Regions from separate parts of the Mus musculus genome. Here regions 2, 3 and 4 are each linked to region 1. A link is a contact called in public HiChIP or PLAC-seq data. All regions are on one chromosome and are shown on one strand. Each heading gives the region's core, a stretch centred on a gene start, on an enhancer-like site or on the middle of the called end of the contact. The rest is flanking DNA. Distances are from core to core; before and after follow the strand shown. Region 1 has its middle 21 kb from the start of Gm30986. Region 2 has its middle 69 kb from the start of Smox. Region 3 has its middle 34 kb from the start of Rnf24. Region 4 holds the start of Smox (spermine oxidase).

Region 1 (2,700 bases), core at 126-2,625:
ATGTTCAACATCCTTAATCATCAGGGAAATGCAAATCAAAACAACACTGAGATTCCACTTCACTCCAGTCAGAATGGCTAAGATCAAAAACTCAGGTGACAGCAGATGCTGGCGAGGATGTGGAGAAAGGGGAACACTCCTCCATTGTTGGTGGGATTGCAAGCTTGTACAACCACTCTGGAAATCAGTCTGGCAGTTCCTCAGAAAATTGGACATAGTACTACCGGAGGATCCAGCAATAGTGACATTCTTAATGTTCCTGTTTCCCCATAAAATCACTTAGTATGTCTGAAATTCTGAAATGTATATGTTATCCCTTTTCAGTATTTATGAATGGAGTACCAAATGATAATGTGGAATATGATCAAGATTATTTTTGTTTTGTCTTGAATGTTGACAGTTGATAACAGGAAGACTTTCCGGAGGAGGAAGAATTTTATAATTCAATTAAGAATTTTATAGTCTCTGGACACACATAGGTAGCAATAAACATTTCCATTTCCTTGAAGTTCAGCCCAAGCATTGCTCATCTCAGCCTTGGCCAGGGTTGCTTTTTTGGCTTACATTTTAAACTGCAGAGAGTGGGAGAGGACTCAAGACAGATCAAAGAGGGAGGAGGAAGGAAAGGAACAAGAGGGGGAGGAGGAGGACGAGGAGGGGGAGGAGGAGGAGGAGGAGGAGGAGGAGGAGGAGGAGGAGGCATGTTTATAATGGATTCCTGTGCTGTTTGGCGCAAACTGGCCACAGGTAGATAATAAGTTGACAGAAACAGGCAAAATAGGATTAAATGTCAAGGCAGGAAAATATTTGTCACAGCTTCCTCCTTGTATGCTGGCCACAACAGGGAAGGTGAGGCACAGAATAAAAGGGATTCCAGACTGCTCATGAATCAAAATTAACTTTTGCCTGTCGAGTTTTCAGATAGTGGGTGTCTCTAACTGTGGAGTCCTTGTTTTTGCTATATCTATGATAAGTTCTCATTAGATATTTACAAAAGTGGATGTGTTCTGTGATCTCGTTCTGTGACCACTCTTTAGAGTTGAACATTCTCTTTGCCAGAAAATGAGATTTTTGAGTCCAAGCTACACCCTCTCATCCTCCCGCTGGGTCAATGTGTTCCATGCCTTCAATCATGTGTATGACTGTCCTTTCCCCAGGCATCCCCGATACTCCTGACCCACCACAAACTCCACCTCTAATTGAATTATGCGTCCTCATCCTATTGAAAATCTTGACTAAATGCACAGTGAGTCTTTACTTCTGTGGTAAGAAAGAAGAAAGAATTTTGTTAATGGAACCATTTCTTTCAGCTAGACAGAACAGTTCAATAGAAATGGTTATCTGATGAATCATCTTTGACTCACCATCTATGAGTGGAAAGTTAAGCTGGGCAGTGAATTTTCTAGCCTTTGTTCTCAAGTCTGGGATGTCTCAAAGGAGAGGTTATTGCCTAAGAAATCAAGATTGTAATAGTTAGTGCCTTGATAATAAAAGTGCTTTTCAAGGTGAAGAGATCCAAAATGTATGTGCTTGATTATGTAATATACCAGAATCAGATATCTAAAGGATTCCCAGTAAATTATTTGTTGAATGAAAGTTTCTGAATGAGTAAATTGGAGAGGGAGGGAGGGAGGGAGGGAGGAGGGAGGAAAGGAGATAGGGAGTGGGGGAGGGAGGAAAGAAGGGAGGGAGTCGGGGAGGGAGGGAGGAAGGGAAGGAGAGAGAGTCTGTGTGTCTGTGTATTTATGAAAGAGAATGTGTGTATCTGTGTCTGTATAAGTGTGTGTATATGTGTGTGTATGTGTGTGTGTGTAGACCAGAAGTCAATTCCAACTTTCTTTCTTACTCGATTATGTCCCCCTTATTTTGCTAGACAAAGTCTTTCACATACCTTACTAACTGGCTACTCTGGCTGGACGATGCTCTGTTTTCCCCATCACTTACCTCTTTAGCTACTGAACCTGGCCTTTATAAGGTGCTAAGGATCTGAATGCAGGCCCCAGGTTTATACAACATGAACCATCTCTCCAGCCTCTTAATCCAGAATATTATGCTGGACACTGTTCATGAAAAGAACAGTCTTTGGTCCTTAACTCTACATCACTGTCCGGGTTCCCATTGGACAGGATGGTGTTTCAGTCATCATACCTGTTAACACACTGCTGTCTGGATACATGTGGTTCCTTTAGAAAGATTTTAATTCATTTAAGTGACATTCAGTAAGTAAATAATTGGTAAAATCCAAATACCATTTTGTCTGTAGTGCAGGGCATTCTTTAATATAAAATATTACTTAAAATCAAATATGTGGTAAAGCAAGACAAACTTTCCTCTTCAGCAGGCATCAGTTGAGCCATTCAATTCTAGTCCTTCTTGCTGGGGGTTGATCTGGTGTGTATACAAATACTAAATTCTGAACTCTAAGATCTGGTTGCCCCCAGAAGAGTGTATCTTCACATATACTGACCTTTGTTATGTAAACTTTGCTCCCAAATTTAAAGCTATTGATTGATAAAAGTCTAGAGGCTGTGATTGGGCAGTAGACAGAGAAGGACAGGATCTGAGAATCGAGTGGAGGGGGGAGGAAGAGAGAGAGAGAGAGAGAGAGAGAGAGAGAGAGAGAGAGAGAGAGAGAGAGAGAGAGAGACCATGGGGGCAGGGGAGAAGAAAGGAGATGGAGAGAGGAGAAAGCTGCCATGA
Region 2 (2,700 bases), core at 37-2,536, 340 kb after region 1:
TTTCTTTAAACAAGGACTTTTTCCCAACTTCCTTTGAAGCCAAAACCTCGGACACAATTCTGGACGAGGCACAGGTCAATGTGTGCAGTGGCACAGGAGCAATGTGTGCAGCCGCTCCTGGGATACTTCTTTCTTCTATAGAAGACGAGATTGGCACCACCCTTGTTCATTCCTCCAGTTCTCCCTTGGACATGATGCCTGGATCTGGACTAGTGATGCTACAGCCATGAGATAACACATGTGGGGACAACATCAACATGGCAGGATAATGAAGCAGAAATAGAGACAGCCTGGGTGCCTGATGCCACTGCCACCGTAAAACCACACCAGGCTGGCAATTTTTAACAGCTGGATTTCTTCAGGTAGCAAAAAGAGAAAAAAAAAAAACTTACGTTTTTCAATGCCATCTCATCAGATGTTTTTTTGGTTTTTGGTTTTTTTGGTTTTTTGGTTTTTTTGGTTTTTTTTTTTTTTTTTTTTTAGGTATTTTCCTCATTTACATTTCCCATCAGATGTTTTTGTTGCCTGCAGCTAACCATTCTCCTAACTGACGCATACCGTTTAGAAGAATAACTCTTTATACGTCAGGGTTTACAACTATGAATATTGCCTTTAGCAAGTTTGTCAGTCAGTTCTCTGTTTCAATAACCAATACCTGGAATAAATCACGCGGAAGGAAGAAAGCGGTTTTTTGGTTGGTTTGTTGCGTGACTTCAGCAATTTCAGTTCAGGGTTGCTTAACTCTGTTGGGGTGGGTGAGTCAGATCCTTGTATCACAGCAGGAGAGCGTCATAAAGGAGGCCTGCTCCTTACATGGCATCCAGGAAATAGCAAGTCTGAGTCTTAATAACCCCCTATGAGGTCATGTCCCCGGTGACCTAGTTTCCTTCACCTAGGTCCAGTCTCCCAAAGGTTTTGTGCTTTTAGAGCCAGGCATTTAACTCAAGAACTTTTTTTGGAAGCCACTTCAGACAGAACTATATGAAGAGAGAACATATTGCAGGGAGATATAGAAGAAACATATGAACAATATAACTTAAAATTGTGGTAAATGAAAAAATAAACAAAAAGAACACAGGTCATCAAAACTAGTCTCTGCTATGAAATAATAGGGCTCCCCCTATTATTTCATAGCAAGATAAAAAAAATGCAAAATCACCAATGATCTCAAAATGTCCACTAGGAGGCAGTAGAGCCTCCTTTCTGATTATGCTCACTCCGGCTCCCAAATGTGAACTTTCTGCTTCCAAGCTGCACCTTACAATTAGAAATCTTTGACCACAGCATTTGACTGTGACCCTGAACACCCCGAGAGTGCCGGCATTGCGCTTAAGGTCCGAGCCCCGCCCCTCCAGTCCTCCACTGTCTGCTGCCTTCCTGCTCCTCCAGCCTCACCCGGTTGCTTCTCCCTTCACTCTCTCCATTCCACGTTCTTTTTGGTTCCTTGGGCCGACAAACTCTTGCTTGCAAAGATGAGGGTACCCTTTGATATATTCCAGGGCCCCCTTTCTCCTCAGTCACCTTAGTCCTCCAACCCCGCCCACATCTGGGAACCCAAGTGAGAGTAACCGGAGAGGAAGTCTCTACTGACTCCTAGTGGACCTATTGAGAACGTTTGTGATTATAGGGTCTGCTCAGATGCTAATCTCGCCTGACAAAAGTCCACCTCCAAGTTTGCTGGAGAATCTCCTGAGTCTCATTTCTTCTCCCAGCGTCCCTCTCTCTGCCCAGAAGACCCACCCTCCACTTCCTGCCCAGTTATTAGCCGTCAGATTTTTATTACAGCCAAGCAGATACAATTCTAGATTGCCTTAGGCCAGTGAGGAATAACAACTACTTACAAAATATAAGACCGGTGAGGGGCCATAGAAGTAATAACACCAAGCTGCAGCTAGTATTTAGCTCTCTGCCTCTGCAGAATTAATAGAATCCAGAAACACACAAAGGTATCCCAACAGTGTATCCCAATAGCCCAGGCTTGCTATGTAGCCTAGAACTCACAGACCTCTTGCCTCAGCTTCCTGGAAGCTGACATCACAAGTGTTTTGACACTGCCTTGCTTTGATTATTGACTGATTTCTTTTCCCCCAGAGACCTAGACTTTCTTTTTACAGTTTTGCGAAAATGCAAAGGACACATTCTCACCATCTTATCACTTCGACCAAAAAGGGATTGTGATTCCTCCTTTTTTAAACTAATGGATAGTAATTGTACAAAGCAATAGACTTTATGTGACTTTTTTTTACACACGCACATAAGGCACTTTGAAGATAGGCTCTTGTTACCCTTTCTTACCATGTCCCCTCCCTTCACTCACGCCCTTGATGGTCCCACCTCTTTCTTCCTTCCTTCCCCCTGCTGAGTCTCCTGTTAGAGAGTAAGCATGCCATGTATCTTTCTGAGTCTGGTTTTCACATAATATGAAGAACAAGTTCCATCCATTTTCTTGAAATTATTTTTGTCCTTTTTTGTATTATTATTACTCTGTGTGTGTGTGTGTGTGTGAGAGAGAGAGAGAGAGAGAGAGAGAGAGAGATGTGATGAGGAAGTCAGAAGACAACTTTGATGTCTTCTGTCCTTCCACCATGCCATCCAGGCATAGACTCCATCTGACAGGCTTCCCTGGCAAGGGCTCTTACCTGCTGAGCCACCTCACTGGTGTTGTCTTGTTCTTCTTTATTGCTGAGTAGAATTCACAGT
Region 3 (2,700 bases), core at 28-2,527, 380 kb after region 1:
TTCTTTAAAGATCACACAAATAGAATTACAGGGCACACTCATTCATGTTTCAGCTCCTATCAGCAGCTGGTTTTGGGTTTGTTTTTTTTTTTTTTTTCCCCTGAGACAGGGTTTCTCTGTACAGCCCTGGCTGTCCTGGAACTCACTTTGTAGACCAGGCTGGCCTCAAACTCAGAAATCCACCTGTCTCTGCCTCCCAAGTGCTGGGATTAAAGGCGTATGCCACCACCACCTGGCAGCAGCTGTTTTTTGTTTTTGTTTTTGTTTTTGTTTTATTGCTGAGAGCTACTCTGTGTGTGAATACAAGTCCAGCTAAAAACTGACTTATTGATGAACCTTTGACTGGTGTTCAGTTTGGGACTGTAAAAAATGAAGTTACTAAGAAAGTTCTGTTATATACTTTTGTAGGGACCAAAAATTTTGTTGTTGTCATTGTTGTTGTTGTTATAGTCCTAATAGTGGAATTACGGAGTCATGGGCAAAGCATCATGGCATAAATTGTGTTCTCAAAAGCAATCCTACAGTCTCAATCCCATCAAACTAAGAGTAGCCATTGTAGTGGATCCTAATCCAATATGACCCCTTTCCTTCTCAAAGGGAAACTCGGGTGTGTCTACACACAAGGAACCATAGGAAGAGAGTCACCCAGGCACATGCTAGGCTACATGACAGCAGAGGAAGGGGCTGGAGTGACACAGCTGCCAGCTAACCAGTGTTGAGGATTGCTGGTGGCACGAGAAACTCAGGAAGGGACCTGGAATGGATTGAATGGATTCCCTCTCAGAGCCCGGGAGAGAGCAGCAGCCACCAACACTGTGGCATTGGACTTGGAGCCTCCAGGGTGGACGAAGGTGAATGTCTGTGATTGACAGCCACTGTTCTTCACAGCCCTGAGAAACTAAAATGCTGTGATGTCAGCAGCTCCTGCCCTGCAGCTCACCAGGGTGCCAAGTAAGATATTCCTGAGGGAAATGGAAGGATTTGACTTTGGAAGTTGGTGACCTCATCCCCATACTGTTCTCCTCAGGGCAGCTGTTGACCCGTCAGGTCATTTCCAGGCAAATCCTCCGAAGTCATCACTTCTGGCCTAAGATGGAAATGAAGGCTTAGAGAGGGCCGGCAGCCAGCCCAAGGTCACACAGCTGCCAAGTGGTGGGGCCAAGACTGAACACAAACACTGATATTTTAAACAAATGAACCCCGAAGAGCATCCCCACCTAAAAGCGCTTAGTCAGACCACTATAGACAGCTCTTTGGAGCTCCTTCCTCAGTGACTCACCTTGTTTCTGTTCCTGCAATGAGTCAGAAGCCAGACTTTGAGCTTTCTAAAGGACCATATACCCAATAACCCGATGATACCCAAATGACACATGGGAAATTCCTGACCATCCTTTCATAGTATTTTTGAGTCCGTGTGTGTACACCTGTGCACTGGTGCCTGCGTGTACGCTTCCACATGAGTATGGAGGCAAAGGTCAACCTCGAGGACTGATCCTCACAACTCAGCCACCTTGGTTATTCTGAAAGAGGCTGTCTCACTGGACCCTGGAGCTCACCAGCTGGACTAGAGTGTTGGCTAGCTAGTTCCAGGGGTCCCTGTAACTTCTTACCAGTGCTGGAATAAGGAGCACACACACACCTAGCTTTTCACATGGGTAATGGGGCCAAAATTTAGGTCATTTGTTTTTGAGATCGGGTCTTACTACACAGCCCTGGCTGTCCTACAAGTAGTTAGTTATGTAGATCAGACTGATCTCAAACTCATAGAAATCTGCTTGCTTCTGTTTTCCCAGTGCTGGAATTAAAGACTTCCCCAGCTGTCTGGGCTATCTCCTCTGCCCTAATGAGATCCTTTATAAGCCCATCTTCTTCCAGGCCTTTGGTTCAGGCCAAAGAGAGGCTCCACCATCCCTCCTAATTGGAGAGAGCCCTGCCCACCCATTTTGGCCTCTGCACATTTTCAAATAAAGGGGAAAGAAACAGTAAGGGGTGGGATAGAAACAGACCAGAACGACAGCAATAGTTGCCTCACTGCCAAGAAATTGTGTTTAAACAAAACTCATAGAAAACAGCAAACTTGTCCCCTCTGCCCTAGGACACCTGACCCAGACATTAAGACTGTCACCCAGTCTGTGGTGAGACTGTATCCTCTGTGACCAGTACACTCCTTTAACAATTTCACTGGTTTTTAGGTTAAGCATTTCTCATTTTTCTCTAATTCTCTCAGACCCTGTTCCCATCGATGTTTCTTCTTTCCTCCCTGTATCCTTTAGGAACACTTTTTATGTGGCAACCCTGGTGGAGTGAGTGATGCCTCACGACTGCCTCTTGGGGCTCACAAGACTCTTTCATTGCACTTAGCATCTTGAACCAAGGCCTGCCTCTCTCTCTCTCTCCCTCTCTCTCTCCCTCTCTCTCTCTCTGCCCTCCCCCCAACCTCCCTGCATGCTAGGCAAGTGCTCTGACAAGTAGCTGCACCCCCAGTTCTTCTCCCACAGTGGCTCCATCTGCTTCCAAGATGCTGTGTCAGTTTCTCCCCCCGCATCTCACTCTGCCTCTGCGATAACCCCGTTCTTACCTATTGCAAGCATCATCTCCTGAAAACAAATAAGTATCTTCCCTCTTTTTCTTTTTATGACTTTTAAGGGGAAAGGGTAAGCTTAACACATAAGATATATGTTCTGTCTTCCTGTCAGAGTT
Region 4 (2,700 bases), core at 134-2,633, 270 kb after region 1:
GGGTAGAAAGTGAACAGAGGATGGCAAGAAGGGCAGTCAGGAGAGGAAATGCTGAGAACAGAGCCCTGGGGCCCTCAAGCATTTAACAGCAAAACTAAGGGGAAGGGGACAGGCTAGGGCAGGCTGGTAGAAGGGAGGAACTGGGGCACCCAGGGAAAGATACAACTCTAGGACAGAGCTTTCTAAAGACACTGCAAGGCAAGCAAAACCTGCTAGAGCGGCCCTGGATGGACTGCAGAAGGAAAGGGTGCCTGCTTCTTAGGGGCACTGCTTAAAGTCAGAACTTCCGAGGAGATCCTTGTGATGGGAATTGGGTGCCTGGCTGACGGGGGATGAGGTTCAAAGCCAAACAGGGAGACTGTGAAATGACGAGGGCGGACAAAGACTGTTCTCAAAACCTGCTGGGTAAGAAATGCCAGGGACATCTAAAGGGATGGTCACAGGGCCCAGGAGGAAGCGCGGCCCTTCAAGCCCTGTAATGCTCCTTCCTCTGTAAGAGGAAAGGGACAGAGGTAGCAGAACACAAATAAATGAGGGCCATTCAAACACTTTCTTGACCTTCTCTTTACCCCCAGCCTGGGTGACCTCCACTCAGCACCTGCTGTTTCCCCCACAAGCTCGGCCAAGTGGACCCCAGGCGGGACGGTGCTGTGCCACTATCAGTTGGCTCCTCCAACAACCTGTGGGCACGGCTCACGAAAGGGCCAGCCACGGCGCGGTTTGCTCAGGTGCAAGACCCAAAAGGTCCGCGCACCGCTCACCTGCTCCACAGCCGCGCCACCTCCAAGCCGGCGGCCGGCCTCGGCACCCCTTCCCGGCGAAGCGACTTGCTCCCTTCCCTTCGTCAGCCTGGCTCCGGCCAAGCCGGGCAGCCTGTGAGCCCCGGGGCAACCCGCGGGAGAGCGGCTCCCCACTCCTCCAGCTGTCCCAAGGAGACCGGCAGACGCCGGGCCGCCGCCGCCGCCGCCGCCGCCGCAAGCTGTGTTCCCTCCCCTCCACAGCGCACACCCTCCGGGCCGACCGAGTGCCTCGCCGGCTTTGTCTGCGCCGCCGCGCTGGGCGTCCGGAGGATGCGGCCCGGACCCCGGGGTCGCGGCCAGCCCGGGCAGCCTCTTCTGCCCACCGCCCGCCGCCGGCCTCCATCGGGAGCCCCTTGCCTACGAGGCTCGGTGGCTGTCCGAGCCCGGGTCGGGGAGGCCGCACGGTACCTTTCCTTGCGGAGCCCGGGAGCGTCTTCGCGAGCGGCCTCGGCCTCTCCGCCTCCCCTCCTCCGCAGCCACTGGGCTTCCTCCTGCAGCCGCCGCCGGGACCGTAGGGCCGAGCCAGCCGCCGGGGCCTGTGCGGGGGCCCCGCTCCGCCTCGCGTCCCCGGCCCACCCCGCCTGGGTGCTCCGCCCCGGGCCCGCCCACCGGGGGCGGGGAGCCCGAGGCCACCCAGCCTGGAGTTGCCCGCGGCACAGCCACCTGCACTCCCCTATCTCGCAAAAGGGACGCCTCACCCACCTATCCGCCCAGAAACAGAGCCAGCCCCGCGACGCCCCGCCCTGCAAAGCAGACGAGGTCTTCCGGCACTGTCAGAGCGCTGCGCCCACCTCAGTTTACCCAGACTCTGCCGCCCTTTTGAAAAGAAGAAAGGGCCCCTCTTGTCCTGGACTGTCTCTCGTCCTGCAGGTCTCAGGTGGGTGCCGGCGGGAACCAGGAACCTCAGGTGAAAGGAAAAGAATGCTCACATCCTCTCAGTACCCAGCCCATGTCCTGAAGTGGCCCTTTTTAAAAAGTGTATTTCCCTAGTAAAACCCTCAAACTTTTAATAAAAGCCAACGTTAATACTAGGTGGCACTTTTTCCTTTTTTCAAAAAAAAATTAATTGGTATCAATTATTTTTTAGCGGGCAATAGTGGCACATGCCTTTAATCTGGTGGTTCTCCAGCTTCCTAATGCTGACACACAGTTCCTCGTGTTGTAGTGACCCCCCAACCATAAAATTATTTCATTGCTACTTCGTAACTGTAATGTTGCTACTGTTATGAATTGAAACATAAATAAATATCTGACATGCGACCCCTATGAAAGGTCGTTGGAACCCTAAGGGATAGTAACCCACAGGTTTAGGACCACTGCGGAATCCCTCTAGAAGCAGGTGGATCTCTGAGTTCAAAGCCAGTCTGAACCACAGAGTAAGTGTAGGACAGCCAGAGTCAAACAGAGAAATCCTGTCTTGAACCACCCCCAACTCTCCCCCTCCACACACACACACAAAAGTAAGAAAATTATTTTTTATTCATCTCTGCACCTCCTAATCTGTTTTTTCGTATGTTTTGCTGGTACTACACCAGGTCAACACTTGGTCCGAGGGAATACAAGCCCCTGGTGGCCGCAGAGCCTCTACTCCGAACTGTGTCTCTGGAGGGGGCCCTCCCCTGATTTCAACCTGGAACCAGGCAATGCTGAGCACAGGTCGCTGTAGGTTCAGCCCGGAGAGATCCTGGATGTGGATCACATGCTCGTGATCCCAGCCTCAGAAGGCCATGTGGGGGGGGGGGGGGTACAGAGTTCAAGGCTAGCCTTGGCTACATACCAACTTCAAGGCCAGGCTGAGCCACACAGTGAAAGCCTGCCTCAAAGAAGCAAGAAGTAGAGATGTGGCTCAACAGCAGAACACACTTCTCAACATAGACAAGGCTCTGGGGCCAATCCCCAA

The links. HiChIP or PLAC-seq counts read pairs in DNA pulled down with a chosen protein or histone mark.
Region 2: a contact with region 1 is called in a CTCF HiChIP or PLAC-seq map of the NIH/3T3 cell line, with 7 read pairs. The contact joins two enhancer-like sites. A contact is called at or near these places in 1 of 39 promoter capture datasets (hippocampal neurons), 2 of 15 datasets of contacts at CTCF or cohesin (both in the NIH/3T3 cell line), 8 of 484 Hi-C or Micro-C datasets (the AML12 cell line, the C2C12 cell line, the P5424 cell line and 4 more), 2 of 115 datasets of contacts at active chromatin or transcription factors (the NIH/3T3 cell line and pancreatic cancer cells) and 1 of 9 other capture datasets (embryonic stem cells).
Region 3: an HNF4G HiChIP or PLAC-seq map of pancreatic cancer cells shows a contact between it and region 1. The contact joins two enhancer-like sites. A contact is called at or near these places in 1 of 15 datasets of contacts at CTCF or cohesin (the NIH/3T3 cell line) and 1 of 115 datasets of contacts at active chromatin or transcription factors (pancreatic cancer cells).
Region 4: a CTCF HiChIP or PLAC-seq map of the NIH/3T3 cell line shows a contact between it and region 1, with 7 read pairs. The contact joins the promoter of Smox here to the enhancer-like site in region 1. A contact is called at or near these places in 3 of 39 promoter capture datasets (the 3T3-L1 cell line, the C10 cell line and hippocampal neurons), 1 of 15 datasets of contacts at CTCF or cohesin (the NIH/3T3 cell line), 1 of 115 datasets of contacts at active chromatin or transcription factors (embryonic stem cells) and 1 of 9 other capture datasets (embryonic stem cells).

Annotation. Positions count from the first base shown.
Region 1 is chr2:131,760,351-131,763,050 of GRCm38.p6, reverse strand. No RefSeq gene overlaps it. Among named protein-coding and RNA genes, the nearest start is that of Gm30986, 21 kb to the right of the region's middle. Within about 2 kb of position 1,375, at least 49 of the 459 cell types and tissues checked have an H3K27ac peak or open chromatin away from gene starts, as enhancers often do. A contact at or near this core is called in the C2C12 cell line, the NIH/3T3 cell line, adipose-derived mesenchymal stem cells and 2 more, where this site is marked.
Region 2 is chr2:131,421,862-131,424,561 of GRCm38.p6, reverse strand. No RefSeq gene overlaps it. Among named protein-coding and RNA genes, the nearest start is that of Smox, 69 kb to the left of the region's middle. Within about 2 kb of position 1,286, at least 188 of the 459 cell types and tissues checked have an H3K27ac peak or open chromatin away from gene starts, as enhancers often do. A contact at or near this core is called in the C2C12 cell line, the NIH/3T3 cell line, adipose-derived mesenchymal stem cells and 2 more, where this site is marked.
Region 3 is chr2:131,385,153-131,387,852 of GRCm38.p6, reverse strand. No RefSeq gene overlaps it. Among named protein-coding and RNA genes, the nearest start is that of Rnf24, 34 kb to the right of the region's middle. Within about 2 kb of position 1,277, at least 41 of the 459 cell types and tissues checked have an H3K27ac peak or open chromatin away from gene starts, as enhancers often do. A contact at or near this core is called in pancreatic cancer cells, where this site is marked.
Region 4 is chr2:131,490,545-131,493,244 of GRCm38.p6, reverse strand. It overlaps Smox (spermine oxidase), which reads right to left and starts at 1,383. Exons shown (of 7, transcript NM_145533.2): 1 at 1,209-1,383. It overlaps Gm30679, which reads left to right and starts at 969. Exons shown (of 2, transcript XM_030252306.1): 1 at 969-1,677. The coding sequence starts at 1,071.